Regions from separate parts of the Ovis aries genome. Here region 2 is linked to region 1. A link is a contact called in public Hi-C data. All regions are on one chromosome and are shown on one strand. The core of a region is the stretch at or near the end of the contact, and the rest is flanking DNA. Distances in the headings are between cores, read along the strand shown. Region 1 holds the start of LOC101103154 (cytochrome c oxidase assembly protein COX18, mitochondrial). Region 2 holds the start of ANKRD17 (ankyrin repeat domain 17).

Region 1 (3,945 bases), core at 600-3,099:
AATATTTGTATAGTCACTCTGTAGTATATTTTTCCACTCAAAATACTCAGGGTATCACAATGTTTGTTACCAGTACATACATAGACATTTGTATATTGTATTTGTAATTGACAAATATTTCTCCCTACATTCTATACCAAGTAGATAGCCAGTCCTGATCATCTCCATTAACCAAATTGTAAACTGTATGTTTTAAGTATATGAAATTAGGTTAAATATTCATACATTTTATTTAGGTCACAATATTCAAACTTAGAGAAGTGGAACATTTTTAAATGAGACTATAAGCTGTGACCCCAAAATGTAGCAGAAAAGGTGAACCTACACTCATCGAAGAAGTTCCAGCCCCGACTCCTGAATACAAATCCACAGAAGGAAGTCTTAGGAATTTGAGGAATAGCTTGAAAAATTATTGATTTAAATTATCTGAATAGTGAATGCATAAACGTGGAGTTTTTATTTTAGGATCTTTTTCCTTTCATTAACTCCTTTTCTCCTACATATCAAAGGTCACAGTCCTTAGGCCTAAATGGCGCTGCAGAAAGTCCAACTCCTGATGTTATCAGGTCTCTGCAACAAGAGGAGTGCAGCAGCATAGAAGTTGTTCCTTTGCTCCCTCAACCTTCAGGCCAAGATAATTCCATGTAAAATTCTTTTCCACTTTAAACCAGTAGTCAGTACCAATAGGTTGCTTGTTTTAACTTGACAAGTGGATAGGGAGACAGCGATACAGGCTTTTACTTTTGGAAAAAAAATTCTGTATGTAACATATGTTGGGATGTGTGTGTTAACATATAAAATTTCATGAATGGATTTAATCATGCAATCTGAAGGAAGATCACTTCCTGAACCCAGCGAAAATACATCTGGTACCCCTGGGTAGGTGCACAGTGAAGCAAGAACAGTAGCTCCAGTTTGACATTACCCCAATATTGGCTGGCACCTTCGTTTTAATCAATGATTTTGTTCCTCAACACAATTTGGCCTCTAGGTCTAACGATGATCATTATGTTAAGAAACTCCATGTCATCCCATAGTGTTCCCAGGAACACAAAGCTAAAAACTAGTCCATGTATATTTAGCCTGCTCCTTTTAACCAGAAGACACCTGATGTTGCTGTTCAGGCTCCTGAAAGTTTATACATGATGTTAAGCCCCAATAAAGAAGTCACCGTGCTGCCAGTGATAATTACCCTTAACTCAGGAGATGGTTCTTTACTCTTAATAAACTTTACTGCTCTTTATAATGAAAGATGAAACACTAAAACTGGTTCTGAAAATGCCTATTAGGACAAATGAGCAAATTAAATATTTATAGCACAGACTATAAATATGCTTAGTGCATAAAGACTTGATTTCAACAACACAGAAACACGCCTCTCTCCAAACTGGCATTTCAGCAACGCGTTCAAGGTAGAGTATAATCTCAATCCCTAGCGGAAGCAATCGGGGCGCACATAAAGACGTGGAGGGCTACCTTCTGATCACAAAAAGCACCCACAAAGCTTAAACCATGACATGATTAGCTAAGTCAAAAAGAACGTAAAGGTATATGCCGAAGACCGACTTTACAGGACGAGAGCTTCCTAGAGAACGCCTCGCCGCGCCCCGGGCACCAAGTCCCACCCCCAACACTACAATTCCGGTCTAGCCTCGAGGAGCTCCACCGCGGCAGCGCGAAAGTTTCGTGTCTGCGCAGTAGGCTTGCTCAGTGCCGCGTGGGAAAGGTGGGACTTTCCTGCCTCGTGCGTCATCTCTAGTGCGACTCAGTACGTCACTGGCTTGACCGGGAAGGTCAACTGTGGCTACCCGCGGGATCCCGCCCACTCCACGCCGGGGTTGCTGGCGCATGCGCGTAGAGGCCTCGGCGGAGCGGTGCGAGCGTTCCTGGTCCGTGAGGCCGGCGTTTCGGTCCCAGCCCTGGCGCGGAGATGCTGTGCCGGCTCAGCGTTAGGTGGTTGCGGCCCCGGCCTGCCCTGCAGGTCCGTGTCTTGGACCCATCGCTCGCAGGGGCCCCAGCGGGCGGCGCCAAGAGCTCCGCTCTGCCAGTGTGGGCGGTGGCATCGGTCTCCGCAGTTGGCCCGAGCGGCGCGGGAGGCTGGTACGAGGCCTTGGCTACCTCGGCGCCGGTGCAGAGCGCAGAGGACGTACTGCTCTTCGCCCACACCGCCTCGGGCCTGCCCTGGTGGGGCAGCATTCTCCTCACCACCGTGGCCCTGCGCGGGGCCGTCACGCTACCCCTGGCTGCCTACCAGCACTACATCCTGGCCAAGGTGAGGGGTTTCAAGCCGCGCCATGGACCGTGCATACCCACTTCCGTGGTGAGGAGGGTCCATGTCTCACCGGGGCGTAAGGTCCCCAGATACTTCCGGAGTACTTACTGTTAATCATCAGCACCTTTAAGGCAGCAAGCTTATAAAAAGGAATTAACACAGGTAGAAGTAAATGCAGATTCTTTTATGGCTCTGTACCTACAAAGAACATATTGAAGATACTTTAATAGACTACCGTTTCTTCAGTTTATATTACTGGAAAACCCAGGGTTGAAACATTGAAAGTGTGGAGTGTAGGGCTGATTTAATCCTTAAAATAACCCTGTGAAGTAGGTGCTGTTATACATTTTATATAAGAGGGAACAAGACTTTTGAGGTTGAATAATTTGCCCAACATCACACTGGTTAAGTGTATAAGCTGGAATTTTAATTTGATTGCGATTGAGGATATCTTAAGTTAACATCTTGTGAGCAATCTTAGAGTTTCCTGACACAACCAGTAAACTACATTTTTTTAAATGAGTTTAGGAAATAGAGAGTAAAATTATGAGTGGTTATGAAACAGATCTTTAATGTGCTCATGACAAAGTCTACTTTTTCTTTAGCTAGGTGGAAAATTTGCAGCCAGAAATAAAAAACATTGCACGACATCTTAACCAAGAAGTTGCAGTTCGTGCACATCAGTTGGGATGGTCCAAGAGAGTTGCCAGGTAAGCTAATTCTCTGCATGTAAGACCATGAAAAAATATATATGTATGTATGTGTGTATTACAGGGTATGGTATTCTGTAGCTTTAGCAGCAAAGTGGTTCTTTTTAATAATTTAAAAAGTTTGTGGCATGGAAGGTTTATATACTGGACTGAAAGCAAAAAGAGAAAGCAGAGTTCCTTGATTTTAAAGGACTCCAGATTACTGAAAAAGACAGATGTGTAATCAAATAATGACTGGATTAAGTAACTAAAAAAGATTATGTACAAGGAGTTAAGTCATCATGGGAAGTTAGGGAAGGCTTCACAGGATGCAGATATAGCAGATGCCATTTTGTTGAGATTTTGACAGCATTTTGACAGATTTTGACACCTTCTGACAGCATAGAGCAGGTAGCTGCCCAAAAGAATGAGGAGACAGAAAATATAAATGCCATGGTAAAAGCAACTGGGTAGGCCAGGAGTTGTTACTCTGCTATAGTTATCCTGTGTTGCTGTCTCCCTGAGCTCTTTGAGAGCCCTTGCCTAAGGGTTCTTGACCATGTGAGTAGTTCTATGTGGGCAGCCATCCACTAAGAATTTTTAAGTCTTCTCCTATCCACCTACCCTAGTTCTGCTTAGTTAGGTTCCCAAATTCTGATTCTTACTAGGCTGTGACAAAGTGTTCAGCATCTCATAGCAATGAGAAAAATAAGGGTGTTTTAGTATGAATATGTAATGTGTATATATATGGGTATATGTGTGTCTTAGTCACTCTGTCATGTCCAACTCTTTGTGACCCCAGAAATTCTAGCCCGCCAGGCTCCTCTGTCCCTGGGATTCTCCAGGCAAGAATACTGGAGTGGATTGCCAGTTCCTTCTCCAGGGTATCTTCCCCACCCAGGGATCAAACCCAGACCTCCCACATTACAGGCAGATTCTTTACCATTTGAGCCACCAGGGAAGGCCCTATCCATATATTTTTAT
Region 2 (3,945 bases), core at 446-2,945, 170 kb before region 1:
GTAATGCGGGACATCTCGATCCCTGGGTTGGGAAGATCCCCTGGAGGAGGGCATGGCAACCCACTCCAGTATTCTTCCATGGAGAATCCCCATGGACAGAGGAGCCTGGTGGTCTACAGTCCATGGGGTCGTAAAGAGTCAGACACGACTGAGCACCTTAGCTGCACAATACTGTTCTGCACTTAGCAACCACTGTACAAGAGGTACAGGCAGAAGGTTAGCACTCTCTGTGTATTTACTATAACACTTATGTCACTGCAAAGCCCCTGGAAGCAGAGACTTAGATTTTAGAAACTATGCACATAGTAGGCACATGATGAATTTTTTCTTGAATGAATCGATTCAGTCATTGCCAATTCTGCCATAGTACTCTGCAGACTACTGGCAACTGCCCACATTTCATATGGTATGCCAATGCTAAAAAGAAAAAAAAAAAAAAGCTAAAAAAATTCAGGCACACTCAGCTAAACTTAGCAGTCTTAAAATGGCAACTATGTCAGCTGAGACATACTTTTTATCTTGTGCCAGTACATCTGTCTTTGATGTTTCCTTCATTTTCCTTATGCTGCTGTGCCCTTATTGAACCTGAAAGGGCTCATTGAGTTCAATAAGCTACGCTATTATTTCAAAAGTCCTGCAAGTTCTTCAGACATCCACAAATGAACTCACAACCCCTATCACAATATTCCTTCCAAGAGAAACACAGACAAGGATGATTACTTATGATGCTTACTTCACAGATAAAAGCCGAGAAGGTGATGGAGTGGAAGGACTAAATCGGGGTCATTCACTAAAACGTCTGCAAAGTCAGGCGCATATCCTGCTTCCTTCTCCTGTCTTCAGCCCTTTAGAGGAAACTTTAGACTTGCAGTGATCTCAGACATCAACTAATCGAACTCCTTATGTTGGTAACACAAGTGTAAACTCAGGTTCAGGAAGTCTATGATCCAAGACTCAAACTGAGGCAAAAGGGACTCTTTCCTTCATACTACGCCAGCTCTCAAGATCCAAAGCCCTAACTCACCATTTGGCGGTGGAAAAAATGGCCAGGAACGAAACTACGTACGGCAGTCCAGAACCAGGCCCCACCTCCCGGATCAGGCTGTCCGGGCCTCCTGCTAACAAAGCGTCTGGCCCGAGCTTCCGTACCCGCTCCCACCCGGCCCGGGCTGCTCCGCTCCAGCCCGCCCGCTCAGCCGCCCGCCCCATGCACCGCAGCACCGCCCGCTCGCGAAGGCCGGAGACCCGGCCCTCTAAGTCTCACTTTCGTCTTTCGGCCACCCGCGCGCCACCACTCAGGCGACGGCTGATGGCGTCACTCGTACTTCCGCCTGCGGCTGCGTTCTATACACCAGCGAGGAAGGAAGAAGGGAGGTCTGAAGGGTTGTGTGTGGGGGAAATAGCGAGGAAAGAGAAGCGATCCGGGTACTAGCGGGCGCTACGGCAATCACCGCGGCCCTCCTCTGTCCCCGCCGTCCCCCCCATCGGAAGTCGCCCTAGGCACACTTCCCCCGACTCTCGGTAGTCTCCCCTCTGCTGGATCTCCGAGCACCCGGGTCTCCCTCTTCGCTTCCCCCACCCCCCGCTTGCTCCCTCACGCTCCCTCCCTCTCCCTCCCTCCCATCGTCAGGCTCCCCGCCCTTAGTATCGCGAGACGAGGTGAGAGCTGGCGGAGCGGCGGCGGCGGCGGCGGCAGTAGAGGTGACCGAGGCGGTGGCGGCGGAGGCGGCACCGAGCGCTGTGTCGGCCCCGGTGCGGCCGAAGTCGCGGTAGAGCGTAGCCCCCACGCCCCTCCCCCGTCCGCGCCCTCCCTCTTTCCCCGGAGATGGAGAAGGCGACGGTTCCGGTGGCGGCGGCTGAGGGAGAAGGGAGCCCCCCGGCGGTGGCGGCGGTGGCGGGCCCCCCCGCGGCGGCGGCGGCGGCGGCGGCGGCGGCGGCAGCAGCGGAGGTCGGCAGCGGCATTGGCGGCGGCAGCGGGGCTCGCTCGGCCTCGTCTCCTCGTGGGATGGTGCGAGTCTGCGATCTGCTCCTGAAGAAGAAGCCGCCGCAGCAGCAGCACCACAAGGCCAAGCGTAACCGGACTTGCCGACCCCCCAGCAGCAGCGAAAGCAGCAGCGACAGCGACAACAGCGGCGGCGGCGGAGGCGGCGGCGGCGGCGGAGGCGGCGGCGGCGGCACCAGCAGCAACAACAGCGAGGAAGAAGAGGACGACGACGACGAGGAAGAAGAGGTTTCTGAGGCAAGGGCCTGCTTTCAAAGGAAGAAGGGAGGAAGGGAGTGTAAAGGGCCGGGGCCAAAGGTGGGAGGGGACTTGCGAGGGGACCGATTCCTGTGGGCTTGATCTGTCTTCGGGGCTGGGCTTTCCACCGCTCTCTTTCTTTCCCGGGCCGAAATCGTGAGGTGTGGACATGTGGGGGAGGGTAGCTGACACGTGGGGGTGGGAGGACCGCAGAGTCCACAGAGTTGCTGCACAGCACGTTACCCTGGCATGGTTCACACGGTTAAGGGTGGAAGGAATTGGTTAGATTCACTGTGTGCACACCCGGCGGGGTCGGCCTCAGGCCAGTAGGGCCCTGTTACTCCTGGGGCGGGGGCGGGACCAAAGCGGGAGGGGTAAGATAATAGGTAGGAGAGTCTCTTGGGGAAAGATTAAGAGGTTGGTAGATTTCTCCCACTAGTGAGGTGGAGGGGAGCAGTTTGAGGGGGAGGCAAGCTTGTAATGGACTGAGAGCTAAGTATTTGTGTGAGAGACACGTGAGAAGCTGTACTTTTCCATACTGTTCTGCTGCAGGTTCCCCCCCCCCCCCCCCCCCCCACCAATAATTGTGGCTGGTGAAGTCACCTTCACTTACTCGATCTCTCAAAGATTTTGGATGAATTGATCTTATATCCATTTACATTGATATATGACTCAGTGGATGAAAAATGTATTTGATCCTTACTGTACATACTCATACATTTTCAAATGCTTCCTTGGTGAGGAAGAATTAAGCTAGGCCCTGTTGCTTTCCACAGAATGTGGAGCAGCCTAAGACGCTGCTTGGGAGCCAGGGTTGGTTGTGGTGAGTTGGAATAGGAAGAAGGCCTCTTGGTCTGTCCTAGTGATCTGGTTTCATAACTGTTTATAATTTTTCCTGGGTTCACAGACAGGCGGCGTTGCAGGCCCTCATTCTTCAAAGAAGGCATTTAACCAAAAGCTCAGTAAAACGTACCATACTGAGAACAAGCTAAGAGTTGGCCTTCCTAGTTAGCAGGTCTTTTGTAACTCTCTTGTCTGCTTCCTGAAATGGAAGCTAGAAAATCTCGATCTGAAGAAAGAAGTTGTAACTTAAGGCAACAGAAGGAAAACCGCTTTTTAAAGGCTGATTATAAATTTAGTTATAAGAGAGAACAACTAAATTATATAAAAGTACCACTTGCCATTTATTCTTTTCCACAAACACAGCTTATTTTGATACAAGGCTGGGTTTTTTGAAAATTGCATTATTGGAACTTGGGTTCCCTAATTTCAAATAAAGAAATAACCTTTTGAAGAATTTGAGACTTGTCTATTAGTAGAAGATCAGATTCTCTTTTACCTCAAACTGAATGAAGTTATATCTGAGGAGATGCAATCGTTGAAGTATGCATACCAAAAAAATGGACACTTGCTACCATTTCATTTAGCCTACTGAATTCTAAGGGTAGGTTTGTACTGATAGATTTTGTATTGACCTAGTTGAATGTTCAGAATAGTGTGTAGCTCAACTTGCATATGATCCTTATTTCCAATAAAATCTGTTATGGTAGTTAGAACTCTTCAATTGCATTATTTTTACAGAGATGAGAAAACATTTTAGAAATAATCTCATCCAACCTTCTTATTTTAAAAATGAGGATAACGTTGTTGTTGTTGTTGTTTTTAAGAGGCAACTGACAGTGGTGGTAGCAACAAAAGTGGAAATC

Evidence for each region. A called contact is a pair of places that touch in the nucleus more often than the background predicts.
Region 2: a contact with region 1 is called in a Hi-C map of liver, with 6 times the contacts expected there. The contact joins the promoter of ANKRD17 here to the promoter of LOC101103154 in region 1. A contact is called at or near these places in 10 of 16 Hi-C or Micro-C datasets (blood, hypothalamus, liver and 5 more).

What each region holds. Positions count from the first base shown.
Region 1 is chr6:88,927,367-88,931,311 of ARS-UI_Ramb_v3.0, reverse strand. LOC101103154 (cytochrome c oxidase assembly protein COX18, mitochondrial) reads left to right here and starts at 1,849. Exons shown (of 6, transcript XM_027971062.3): 1 at 1,849-2,272; 2 at 2,882-2,982. The coding sequence starts at 1,931.
Region 2 is chr6:89,100,112-89,104,056 of ARS-UI_Ramb_v3.0, reverse strand. It overlaps ANKRD17 (ankyrin repeat domain 17), which reads left to right and starts at 1,695. Exons shown (of 33, transcript XM_027971068.3): 1 at 1,695-2,239. The coding sequence starts at 1,826. It overlaps LOC132659963 (a long non-coding RNA gene), which reads right to left and starts at 1,296. Exons shown (of 3, transcript XR_009601060.1): 1 at 1,265-1,296.